Regions from separate parts of the Columba livia genome. Here all the other regions are linked to region 3. The links are chromatin contacts, called in public Hi-C maps. All regions are on one chromosome and are shown on one strand. Each heading gives the region's core, a stretch centred on a gene start, on an enhancer-like site or on the middle of the called end of the contact. The rest is flanking DNA. Distances are from core to core; before and after follow the strand shown.

What was found. A called contact is a pair of places that touch in the nucleus more often than the background predicts.
Region 1: a Hi-C map of liver shows a contact between it and region 3, with 2.9 times the contacts expected there. The contact joins the promoter of B9D1 here to the promoter of TEKT4 in region 3. A contact is called at or near these places in 2 of 2 Hi-C or Micro-C datasets (crop and liver).
Region 2: a contact with region 3 is called in a Hi-C map of crop, with 3 times the contacts expected there. The contact joins the promoter of GRAP here to the promoter of TEKT4 in region 3. A contact is called at or near these places in 2 of 2 Hi-C or Micro-C datasets (crop and liver).

What each region holds. Positions count from the first base shown.
Region 1 is chr15:12,652,906-12,656,368 of bColLiv1.pat.W.v2, forward strand. It overlaps B9D1 (B9 domain containing 1), which reads left to right and starts at 1,259. Exons shown (of 7, transcript XM_065031314.1): 1 at 1,259-1,485; 2 at 2,528-2,596; 3 at 2,697-2,808; 4 at 2,878-2,974; 5 at 3,445-3,463. The coding sequence starts at 1,345.
Region 2 is chr15:12,723,986-12,727,599 of bColLiv1.pat.W.v2, forward strand. It overlaps GRAP (GRB2 related adaptor protein), which reads left to right and starts at 2,189. Exons shown (of 5, transcript XM_005504461.4): 1 at 2,189-2,571. The coding sequence starts at 2,494.
Region 3 is chr15:12,300,577-12,304,070 of bColLiv1.pat.W.v2, forward strand. It overlaps TEKT4 (tektin 4), which reads right to left and starts at 2,003. Exons shown (of 6, transcript XM_005504456.3): 1 at 1,384-2,003. The coding sequence starts at 1,917. LOC135575512 (a long non-coding RNA gene) reads left to right here and starts at 2,190. Exons shown (of 3, transcript XR_010466384.1): 1 at 2,190-3,377.

The DNA of each region.
Region 1 (3,463 bases), core at 9-2,508, 350 kb after region 3:
TTTAACTAATAATTAACAGGTGTATAGTAAGTAAGAAACAAAACAGTTGTAACTAAATTTAAAAATTATTTCTTAGTGTAGATATATGTCAAAATTTTCAAAAATTGTAATGCATGTATAATAATTATGTGAATATAAGCAACACAAGAGCATGCAGTCTATGGAGCACTTACGGAGGATGATCCCCAGTGCTGATAAAATAAAGAATATCACTTAACAGTATAATTGACTCTGCTGTAATTCCTCCGTTTCACAAAACTCACCCCCTCCTTTTAATTAGAGCAGGCTAATTAAGCCAACGCCATCCCATTTACCTTCCCACCATACATGTGGCCACATCCAGACTTAACGAGAAACAATGTGCGCCCAGGGGAATCATCACCTGGGGCACTAATGACCCCGCCAGCCTCTCCCTCTGCTCACAGCACCCTGGCAACCCCCCAGAAACCACAAGATGCCCCATTTTCCCCGATCCCGAGTGGCTTATTTCCCTGGAAAACAGCCCATGGTGATGGAGCGATGGAGCCGCTTCAGCCCGGCCGGCAGCAACATCTAGTGGCCAAGGCGCGGAGGAGGCGCCAGACCCTGGCTGTGCTTTAAAAAGAGCTCATTGCGGTCTATACAGGCTAATATTATATATATATATATACATACATGCATATATATATATATATATATATCGAAAGGTTAAAATATGAGGTGGTATGAAACAAAAAAATAGACTTAACAGCAGAGTCAGTTCTACTGTTAAGCAACATTATTTTACGAGCACTGGGGATCATCCCCTGTAAGTGCTCCAAAGGCTGGATGCTCTTCATTGCTTATATTCACATAATTATTACATATGCATTACAATATTTGAAAATTTTGACATACATCCCTATACTAAGAAATAATTTCTTAATTTAGTTATAACTGTTTAATTTCTTACAAAACATCTGTTAATTATTAGTTCAATATAAACTGAGCACTCTGCTTCTAAACAGTGTTTTATTTAATCTTCTGTCCCCCTCTTGTCATGCAGAATGATCTAAAACTTGAAAAACATCCCCTCGTTTTGCAGGTGGTCAGGAAGGATTTATCATGTCAATTGGCTAATGATGGGTGTGTCTTTCGGAACTTAATCACAGCAGACATTAATTTAGCAGCTTCTCTTCAGTATGAAGAATAAATGGGGAGAGTGGCCATAGGTGTCCTAGTGGGGCGGCCATGGTAGTGAGAGGGCTGTGGGGTCGCGGTGAGGGGCGCAGGGGAGGGGGTTACGGCTGGTCCCGGGGGTGTCCGCCCGCGTTTGGGAAGCCCCTTAGGGCGGGCGCTCCGCGAAGCGCCGCCGGCCCAGGAATTATGTCCCGGCCGCCGCCCCGTCCGTATCCATGGCAACGGCCGAGCGCGGCCCCCTCGCAGCAGCGCGGCCCCGCCATGGCGGCCGCCGGCAGCCCCAGCGTCTTCCTACTGGCGGTGAACGGGCAGATCGAGAGCGGGCAGGTGAGCGCGGCGGGGCGGGAGGGCGGCCCGCGGGCCCCCGGAGGAGCGGGGAGGGCGGTACCCCGGGACACAGCCCGGCCGGGGCCTCAGCGGCGCGGGCCCTGTAGCGTGGCCTTGCCCCGGGCCTCGGTTCTCTCACAGAGCCCGGTCCCGGCGGGAATCATCGAATCGTTTTGGTTGGGAGATCATCGAGTCCAACCGTTACCCCACCCCTGGCACTGCCCCATGTCCCTGAGAACCTCATCTCCGTCTGTCCAACCCTCCAGGGATGGTGACTCCAGCACTGCCCTGGGCAGCCTGTTCCAATGCCCGACAGCCCTTTGGGGAAGAAATTGTTCCCCAGATCCAACCTCAGCCTCCCCTGGCGCAACTTGAGGCCATTTCCTCTGGTTCTGGTGCTTGTTTCCAGGGAGCAGAGCCCGACCCCCCTGGCTCCAAGCTCCTTTCAGGCAGTTCAGAGATCAGAAGGTCTCCCCTCAGCTCCTGTTCTCCAGCTGAACCCCCCAGGTCCCTCAGCCGCTCCATCACACTTGTGCTCCAGCCCCTCACCAGCTCCCACCAGCGCATCCCCTCTTGAAGAGAAGCTGCTAAATTAATGTATACTGTGGTTAAGTTGCAAAAGATATACCTATCGTTAACCACTTGACATGATAAAAGCTTTCTGACCACCTGCAAAATGAGGGGATATTTTTCAAGTTTTAGATCCTTCTGCATGACAAGAGGGAGACAGAAGGTTAAGTAAAACATAGTTTAGAAGCAGAGTGCCTAGTTTATATTTAACTAATAATTAATAGGTGTTTTGTAAGTATTTAACTAAACAGTTACAACTAAATTAATAAATTATTTCTTATTAAAATGTACGTCAAATTTTTCAAATATTGTAATGCATATGTAGTAACTATGTGAATATAAACAGCACAAGAGCATCCAGCCTTTGGAGCACTTACGATGGATGATCCCAAGCACTGATAAAATAAAGAATGCTGCTTAACAGTAGAATTGACTCTGCTGTTAAGTTTATTTCTTTGTTTCTCTCCCACAGTTCCCTGGATATGACGACCTCTACTGCAAGTTCTGCTTCGTCTACGGCCAGGACTGGGTCCCCACAGCGGTAAGACCCTGTCGTACACCCCTGAAACCAGCCAGACCCTCTGGCAGTGTGTGTGCACGGGCTCAGCGCAGCCCCTGGCTTGTGCCCCCTTTCCCCGCAGGGCCTGGAGGAGGGAATCTCGCAGATCACCTCCACGAGCGACGTCTCGCCCACCACACTCGTCTGGAACTTCCCCATCGACATCACCTTCAAGAGCACCAACCCCTCGGGCTGTGAGTGCTGGGGGAGGTGGGATCCAGCACGCACACCGGGCATCTCTCTCACACCCGCTTCGTTTGCAGGGCCGCAGATCGTGGTGAGCGTCTACGGACCGGACTTCTTCGGGAATGATGTGGTCAGAGGTTATGGAGCTGTTCACGTTCCCTTCACACCCGGCAGGTGAGGCGACAACCTGGCCAGGATTGAAACTGAGACTTTTTTTTTGCAGTTACTATGTTGTTTCAGAAACAAAAATGCTCCTGTATCTCCGTATCATGTCTTATCTATTTGGTACAAATAACCCAGATTTTTAGCAGCAGCCCCTGGTTATTAAATACTTTTCAATAATCCTGTAGACAACTGTGAAGTCAAAAAGGGCACGTAGAAAGCCCAGGTGTGAAGCACAGTACGTTACCTCTCCCCCATTGCTCTCAGCACGTGCTAAGCTTTCATTCCCACTACTGCAAGTGCAGGAAGATACACTCCTCCTATGCAAACAAACCCTTTCTTAGTGGAAAGTGAGGTGTTATATTTTGAGATGTTCAGTGGTCTGATGTATTTGAAATTCTGATACCTTTTTAAATATAAAAAGTATTGCCAGTGCTGTTTGGGTTGTTTCTTAAGTTCTCTGCATCTTGTGTTTGTTTTAGGCACACAAGAACCATTGCC
Region 2 (3,614 bases), core at 939-3,438, 420 kb after region 3:
TGGCTGAGCCACTGCACCTCCATGGCCCTTGGGACTCCCTTGCAAGCCGGCTGATGTTCACAGCTTGCAGCCCCAAGCACCTTGCTATACCCAACCGAGGTGACCATGGGGCATCTTCAGGATCCCTTTGAACACCAGGGCCATGCAGAACACAGCAATGGGGGTACAGACTCTGCCAGGATTGTACCACACCAGGCACTGGCTCTGCACCCACCGCTCATTGCTGGCACTGTGGGGACAGGCTCTTCCCTGCTCCGGTACAGCATGAGCTGTATGAAATATGGCTACTTGACAAGGCACAAGAGGGAAGATAAGAGGAAAAAGAATTAAAAAACAAACTTGTTTTGATGCGTCTTGGATGTCTCAGGCTGGTGGTTAGTCAGTCCTTGGCTTTCAGGCTGAGCCTTGCAGAGCTCTGCAGCACAGCCCCATGGCTGTCAGCCGGGCACCACGGGGGACCCTTCTGCTTCTGGGGGCTCCCCTGAGTGTGGGATGGGGCAGATTTGGGGTTGCTCGTGAGCAGATGGAAGGATTATCCCAGGGGATGAAGCAGAAGAGACCCAGCCCCTGGGCAGGGACAGCAGGCAGGAGCCAGGCAAGGGAAGGGAGGACAAGGAACAAGATGTGATGCGGGAGGTGGCTGAACAAGGATGCCAAAGGGGCTGCCGGCTTCTTTAGAGCATTAGAGCAGGGACATGTGGCACTGTCCCCAGTGTCCTCAGTGTCCCCCTGGACGCTGCTGCCACCTGCTGGCAGGACCCAATCCTGCTCCGGTCCTCAATCTGGCCACTGCGCCAAGTCTTTGGGACCCCTCTGTCACCCACTGTGCTGTGCCCCGCTCCTCTGCACACAGGGCAGCTTGACACCGTGCATGGCTCCAGGGCTCAGCATCATCCAATTTGTGCTGGTAGATACTAGGACAGGATCAGGCCCTTGGCCAGCAGCAGAGTTGGAGCAGCAGCTCTGCTGGGGCCAGTTTCTCCAGGGAACACCCAGTTCCATGTCTCTCCAGGGCTACAGAGGATGCTCATCCCAAGATAGTGTCTTCCTGCCTCAGTCCCATCCCCTGGGTCTCACTGAACTGTGGAGATCCACTGAGTCCCGTCCTCCTCGTGACAAGCGTGTGCATACCGAGCCTCTTCCCACGGCCTCTCCTGCCATCCCCAGCATTCCCAGAATTTCCACTTCCCCTGGGACCTGCTGGGGATAACTGTCGGGGACCAGGGCCTCACTGGGTCAGGGGACACCCAGGGCCACCCTACACATCCCTCTCCACTTCCCAAAGGTACCAAGTCCCCAAAAAAGGCTTCAGGTGGGTGTTATATGATGTTTGCTTTTCAGATGCACTTGGGAAGTGAGTTAAGGTTTGAAGGAGGCGAATCACCAAGCCGGTGTCCCCCAGAGGCCCTGCGCAGCATCGCAGACTTCCCCATTGGGAATGACACCCCGCATGTGAGCCCTGTGGACTCAGTGCTGGATGCCCATGAGAGGTGCAGGAAGTCTAAAAGGGATTTTTTTTCCCCCTAGCCCTACAAAACCAAGTTGGAAAACATCAGCTCCCAAAGGCCACAATCCAGAAAGCCAAAAACAACTGTACTGAAACTTCGCTGTTCAGACGTGGGACCTGGCACATGGGTTTGGTCCAATTTCCAAAGAACTGTAGAATCATAGAATAGTTTGGGTTGAAGGGACCTTCAAAGCTCCCCCAGTGCCCCCCCTGCCATGAGCAGGGACATCTTCACCAGCTCAGGTTGCTCAGAGCCCCATCCAGCCTTGCCCGGGATGTCTCCAGGGATGGTTCATCCACCACCTCTCTGGCCAACCTGGGCCAGGTTCTCACCACCTCAGTGTACAGAATTCCTTCCTCATGTCTGGCCTGAATCTCCCCTCCCCTTTAGTTTAAAACCATCACCCCTCGTCCTGTCAAGCAGGTGTTTGCCTCCACCCTGCCCCTCTGTGCCTCTGCCCATCCCACCCTCCATAATCTTTTTTCTGCGAAAACAACTATTCCCACCGAGCCACCTTTCAAAGGCTGTGCTGGCAGCTCAGCCCTTACAAACCCTCAGAGTCCCCATCAGCACTCCCGGCCCATGAGCCGTGCTCTTCAGGCTTTGCCCACATCCTCAACCAGCCCATCACCATCCTCTTTCCTCTCAAAACCCCACAGCTGCCCAACACCGCTGCCCATGTCCCACCCCAGCCAACACTTTGGGGTCCTTTTACAGTTGGAGCCCCTCGCATCTGGGTGGGCTAACGCAGCTCCCCCTCCCACCTCCCAGCACATCTGGGAAGCTGTGCCCGATCGTGTGGTGCTCACCGTTTCGTCCCGGCAGCACTGACATCAGCACGGCTTCCTGCCACCGTCACCACCACGCTGCGCTCATCCCGTACCCCACAGCCCCACACTGCGGGGCAGCAAGCCCCAGGCAGTCCCCCACCCTGGCACGGTGGCCCCCCTGGGACCCTAACCACCGCCCAGTGACAGCCGGCGCCATGGAGTCGGTGGCTCTGTACAACTTCCAGGCGACGGAGAAAGACGAGCTGCCCTTTCAGAAAGGGGACACCCTAAAGGTATGGGGAGCAGAGGGGTCACGAGCCATGGGGGGTGGGTGCTGCTGATTTGGGGGACAGAGCGGGCACATGGAATGGGGTGACACTGGCGCCTTCATCGCATGTGGCTTTGTTGCCTCTTTGGGGCTTTCTGTGTGGTTTAAGGAGCCATCCCTGAGGTTTTCGGGGTGTGGAGCAGCACCCCCAGCAGTGGTGGGCACCACTTGTCTGTGCCACCAACCACACCTCTGAAGAAGTCCCACCTGGGACAAGGCACGTGGCCTCCCTGGCCATTGGTGCCACCAGCTGTGCCCTGTGGCAGCCCCCGAGGGCTGGGACATGTTTTCCTTGCCCCTCAGCGGCACTGGGGGGCTGCAGGGACCATGTGCCCACCCAGGTGCTGGCATTGGGACGGGCTCTCAGATGCCAACCTAGCATCCCAAAGAGCTTCAAGGGGGCTCAAAACATCCCTCAACACACCCCCAGGGCACTGTGGCCCTGCGGTTGGGACAAGGGCACCCGCTCCCTGCCACTCTGCCTGGCTACTCGTCCTTCCCTGCAGGGCTGATGCCGAGATGCTGGTAGCTCCTCCTGGACCCCGAGCACCCAGGAGCCCCCCGCAGATGAACCCAGCCCCGGGGAGGCCAAGGACACAGCCTGGCTGTAACTCAGGGCCCCAAACCTGCTATCGTGCCTGTCCCTGCCTCCCCGGCGTGTTTTCCGCGGTGCTGTGCCGCGGGGTTTCAGATCCTGTTTGCACAGCTGTGCCGGGCCCCTGCGGGGGAGGCTGGAAAACAGTGCCACGCGGAAGCGGGTGTCAGCACCCCTTGCTCGCAATGGGGCATGTCCTCCCATGCAGAACCCAGCTGTCACCACCCCGGGGGGACACAGGGGGCTGGCTGCCACCCCAGTTCCTCCAGTGACAGATTTTACCCCCTTCTCTGGCCAGGGGTTTGGGGCACCGCTGGGCACTCCCCAGAAACCATGGTGAGCCAGACCAACCGTGAGCCAAGCTCTGTACAGGTCCCCCCAAAACCACGTCACCTTTGTCAAAGCCCACTTTT
Region 3 (3,494 bases), core at 753-3,252:
AATCCTGCCAGAAAATGTTTTTTTTGGGATAAATCTTGCTTTTCACAGACTTCTCTAAAACATCAGCAGCTGGTGAATTTTTTTTTCTGTAATCTGAATCTTGTAACAATTCACACACTGAAATATCCTATATACCACCTCTCACATTTATGTTTTTCACTACAACAACCTCTTCAGTATTGATTGCAATTCACCAACTGTATACAATTCCCATTAAAATATTGCTAAGTACTATCATGCCATCAACTCTGTAGGTCTCTTCAATATTTTTCTAACAACAAATATTAATCATCTGGTTTAATCAGTAGCTCATCATGAATCAACTTGCACAGTATATTGGATTCTGCAGGCAAATAATCATTAATCTGTTTGTGGGACACTAGAATATGTATCATTCCAGAATGAAAAATGACCAAGAATTTGTTCTCTGTAACATGTGCAGCCACAATAATTACATCAGCTTTGAAGGCAGCCCACATGCAGTGCTGGATCTCAGCAACAGATAACAAAGTGTCCGCTGGAGCAAAGAGTCCTCTACGGGAGGAAAAGGATCAAGCAAATCTCAGGAGAGTCTCAGGTTTGTTGGAACCAGCCTGTCAGAAACACCACCTGTCTGTGTCACCCAACTACATTGTACAGTTTGGGGACATCTGTGCTGCTGTCCTGCAGAACGTTTAAAGTGACGGTTTGTGTTGAGACACCGTAGTTCAGCGTTAGATCATCACCTTGTAATGAACCTTGGCAAGACTACGGCATCAGACTCAGCAGTCAAAGGCAATGGCAGAAACTGTGACATTTGGACAGCCTGAGCATGGAAATGGGCAAGGAGCACTTTACTGGTCCTGAACAGTTTGCTCATGTACTGCATTTTTAAAGTGTAACCTGCAGAGATGAGGGGACTTCAATCCAACTGGAGGCTAGGAGCTGTTTAATGACAGAATAGGATGCCCACCTTAGTTCAGGAAACCTCTGTTGTCATTTTGTTTGGATCTGGTCTAAAAGAGAGGATCTAGTCTCCTCCAGTCACACTCACATGATTTTAAACAGTTTTTACACAGAAGAAGGATTTTAAACAATCCTTCTTAAACCTAAGAGTGACAGAGAGAGTCCAGGCTGCCAGGAAGGGGCATTAGGCCAGAACATTCCTTCATGAGCTTCAGTTATCACCTGCTGACCAAGCTGCTCACTCATTTAGAGGCCAGAAACAGGCCGCCCAGAGAGGCTGTGGAGTCTCCTCTGGAGACATTCAAAACCCGCCTGGACACATTCCTGTGTGACCTGCTCTGGCGACCCTGCTTTAGCAGGTACGTTGGATTGGGTGATCTCCAGAGGTCCCTTCCAACCCCAGCCACTGTGATTCTGTGATCCCAATGTCCTGCTCACCTTCAGCAACTCTCTCTCCACCTCATCATTGACCAGGTCTGGGGGTTGCCTCCTCTCCCGACACTGCAGGTTATCAGTGGCAATGGCATGGGGCACTTCGGTGGCATCCAGCGCTCTTTCCAGCCGCAGTTTCTGGGCTGCCAGCAGGTTGGTTTCAGCATCGAGGTCCTCAATCTCCTTCTGGAGCTCAGACTTCCAGAAGTGTGTGTTTTGCAGGCGGTGGCCCAGGGCGGTCGTGGAGTCCTGCTGGGCACACTGGGCACGCTGGGCAGTGTACTCGGCCAGGTCCTTGGCCTCGGCCCGGTCGTGCTCCCCCTGCTTGCAGCCAGCGAAGGCCTTGTGGTACATGTCATAGTTACTCTGGTGCCACTCGCCGGGAAGGTACTTGGCGGTGCGGAAGCCTGCAGTGGCCAGACCACTGGAGGAGTAGGCGCCTGTGTTTAGGGCCACCTCGGACAACTTCATGGGCAGGTCGGAGGCCGGTACCGACTGCGGCGCCGGCTCCTTGGTCATGAGGACCCCGGGCTGCGCCATGCCGGCGGCGGGGCCTCCCGCAGGGCTTGCCCTGCGTCCCCTTAGGCCGCGCCGCGTCCTTCCGTCGCCGGGGCAACAGCAGCAGCCAATGAGGAGGCGGGTCCCCCACTGCGAAGGGAAACCCGAGGCGGAACAGCCCGCCCCTCGTTACCTCACAGCGATAAGCACCAATCAGAGCGCGGATCCGCTTCGAGAGCTCGTTGGATAGGGGAAGCCGGATGCCTGCACCCGCTTCCAAGCTGCTTGTTGCCATGGCGACGGGGACACCCAATTGGGAAGGAGCCGGGGACGCGGGTGGTGTCATGGCCGCCACGGGGCGGGAGCCGCCGCCGCCCTCGGGCCCGGGACGGGCGGGTTTCCTGAGGCAGGACTTGCTGCACGATGTAACGTTTGTAATTCCTACGTGCGTGTGGCCCGAACAAAGATGCGTTGAAGTGTTCACATCGCGTTCTGGCCCCTTTGTGCGGAGGAACTGCCCTTTTCCAGCCGCCGTGTGTGTGCAGTGGTGCTTCCTCCTGTTCGTTTGGAAACACGAGAGGATCCTGACAGGATTTGAGCCCCATTCCTGCCCAGCGACCGTGGAGGTGACGGAGGGCCCTGCGAGCCACCAGGCCCAGCAAACCCCTTGGGTAGTGGGAGGCCCCAGGGCCCAGTGCAAGGCCTGTGGCCTCTGCTGCGTTTAAGCCATTCAATTTAATACGTTTTTGCACCTCATTCGATTTTTCCACCCATTGTCCATTCTTAAAGACAATTGCTGTGACTCATGACTTGTCGTGGAGGGGACACATGTGAAATCCAGCTGCTGTGGCATCCCCTGTTTAACTTTCATCTGGGGGAACACGGCTTATGCTTGAATTACATGGAATTTTTTGGGGTTGTCATCCCCGTGTAACAAGGAAAGGAAACAAAAGGAGAGGCTGGGAGGCAGAGGCGCCTCTTCTCAGCCCTCGGAGGAAGGATGGAAGGTGCTGGAAGCATGGCGACAATAGAGGGCACTCTCGTCATTGCACTTGAACAGATCTTCTGTCTTCGATGTCATTTTGATTTAGAAAATAAAAAGGAAGTAGGAGCCACATGCACCGCAGCCTGCCCAGTGTCATCCCAGCTCATCGGCTCTTTGGGTGTCAAAGGGAGCGGTGCCTGAGCTGCACCAAGGTGTGCACAGCGCTGACACACACACCACCCTGTCTGGGCTGTGCAAACTTCTGCAGAAGACGCTTTGCTTTCTGAGAGTTTGCTCTAAACCCACAGAAAGTCAATGGCCGTTTTTCCAATGGGGTCTTGCTCTCTGTAGGAAGATCAAGTGCCTGACCCTGCCTGAGAGGCTGCATGTGGAAGATGCGTTGTGCGTGGGCTGCAGCTGCTGCCCGCCGGCCCTGGGCCACCGTTGGCAGCATGTGCCCAGCAAAAGCTCCTTCCACAGAGACAGTGTTGAAAAAGGACATTCAGTCCCAGCAGAGGTAAGAAATCCTTCATCTTCCCTTTTGCATATGTTACAATTGGCCCTCCAGTAAACTGGCAACAGTCAGTGATCACTTTGCACTGCTGAAGTCACTGGATTGACACCCTTTGCTTTC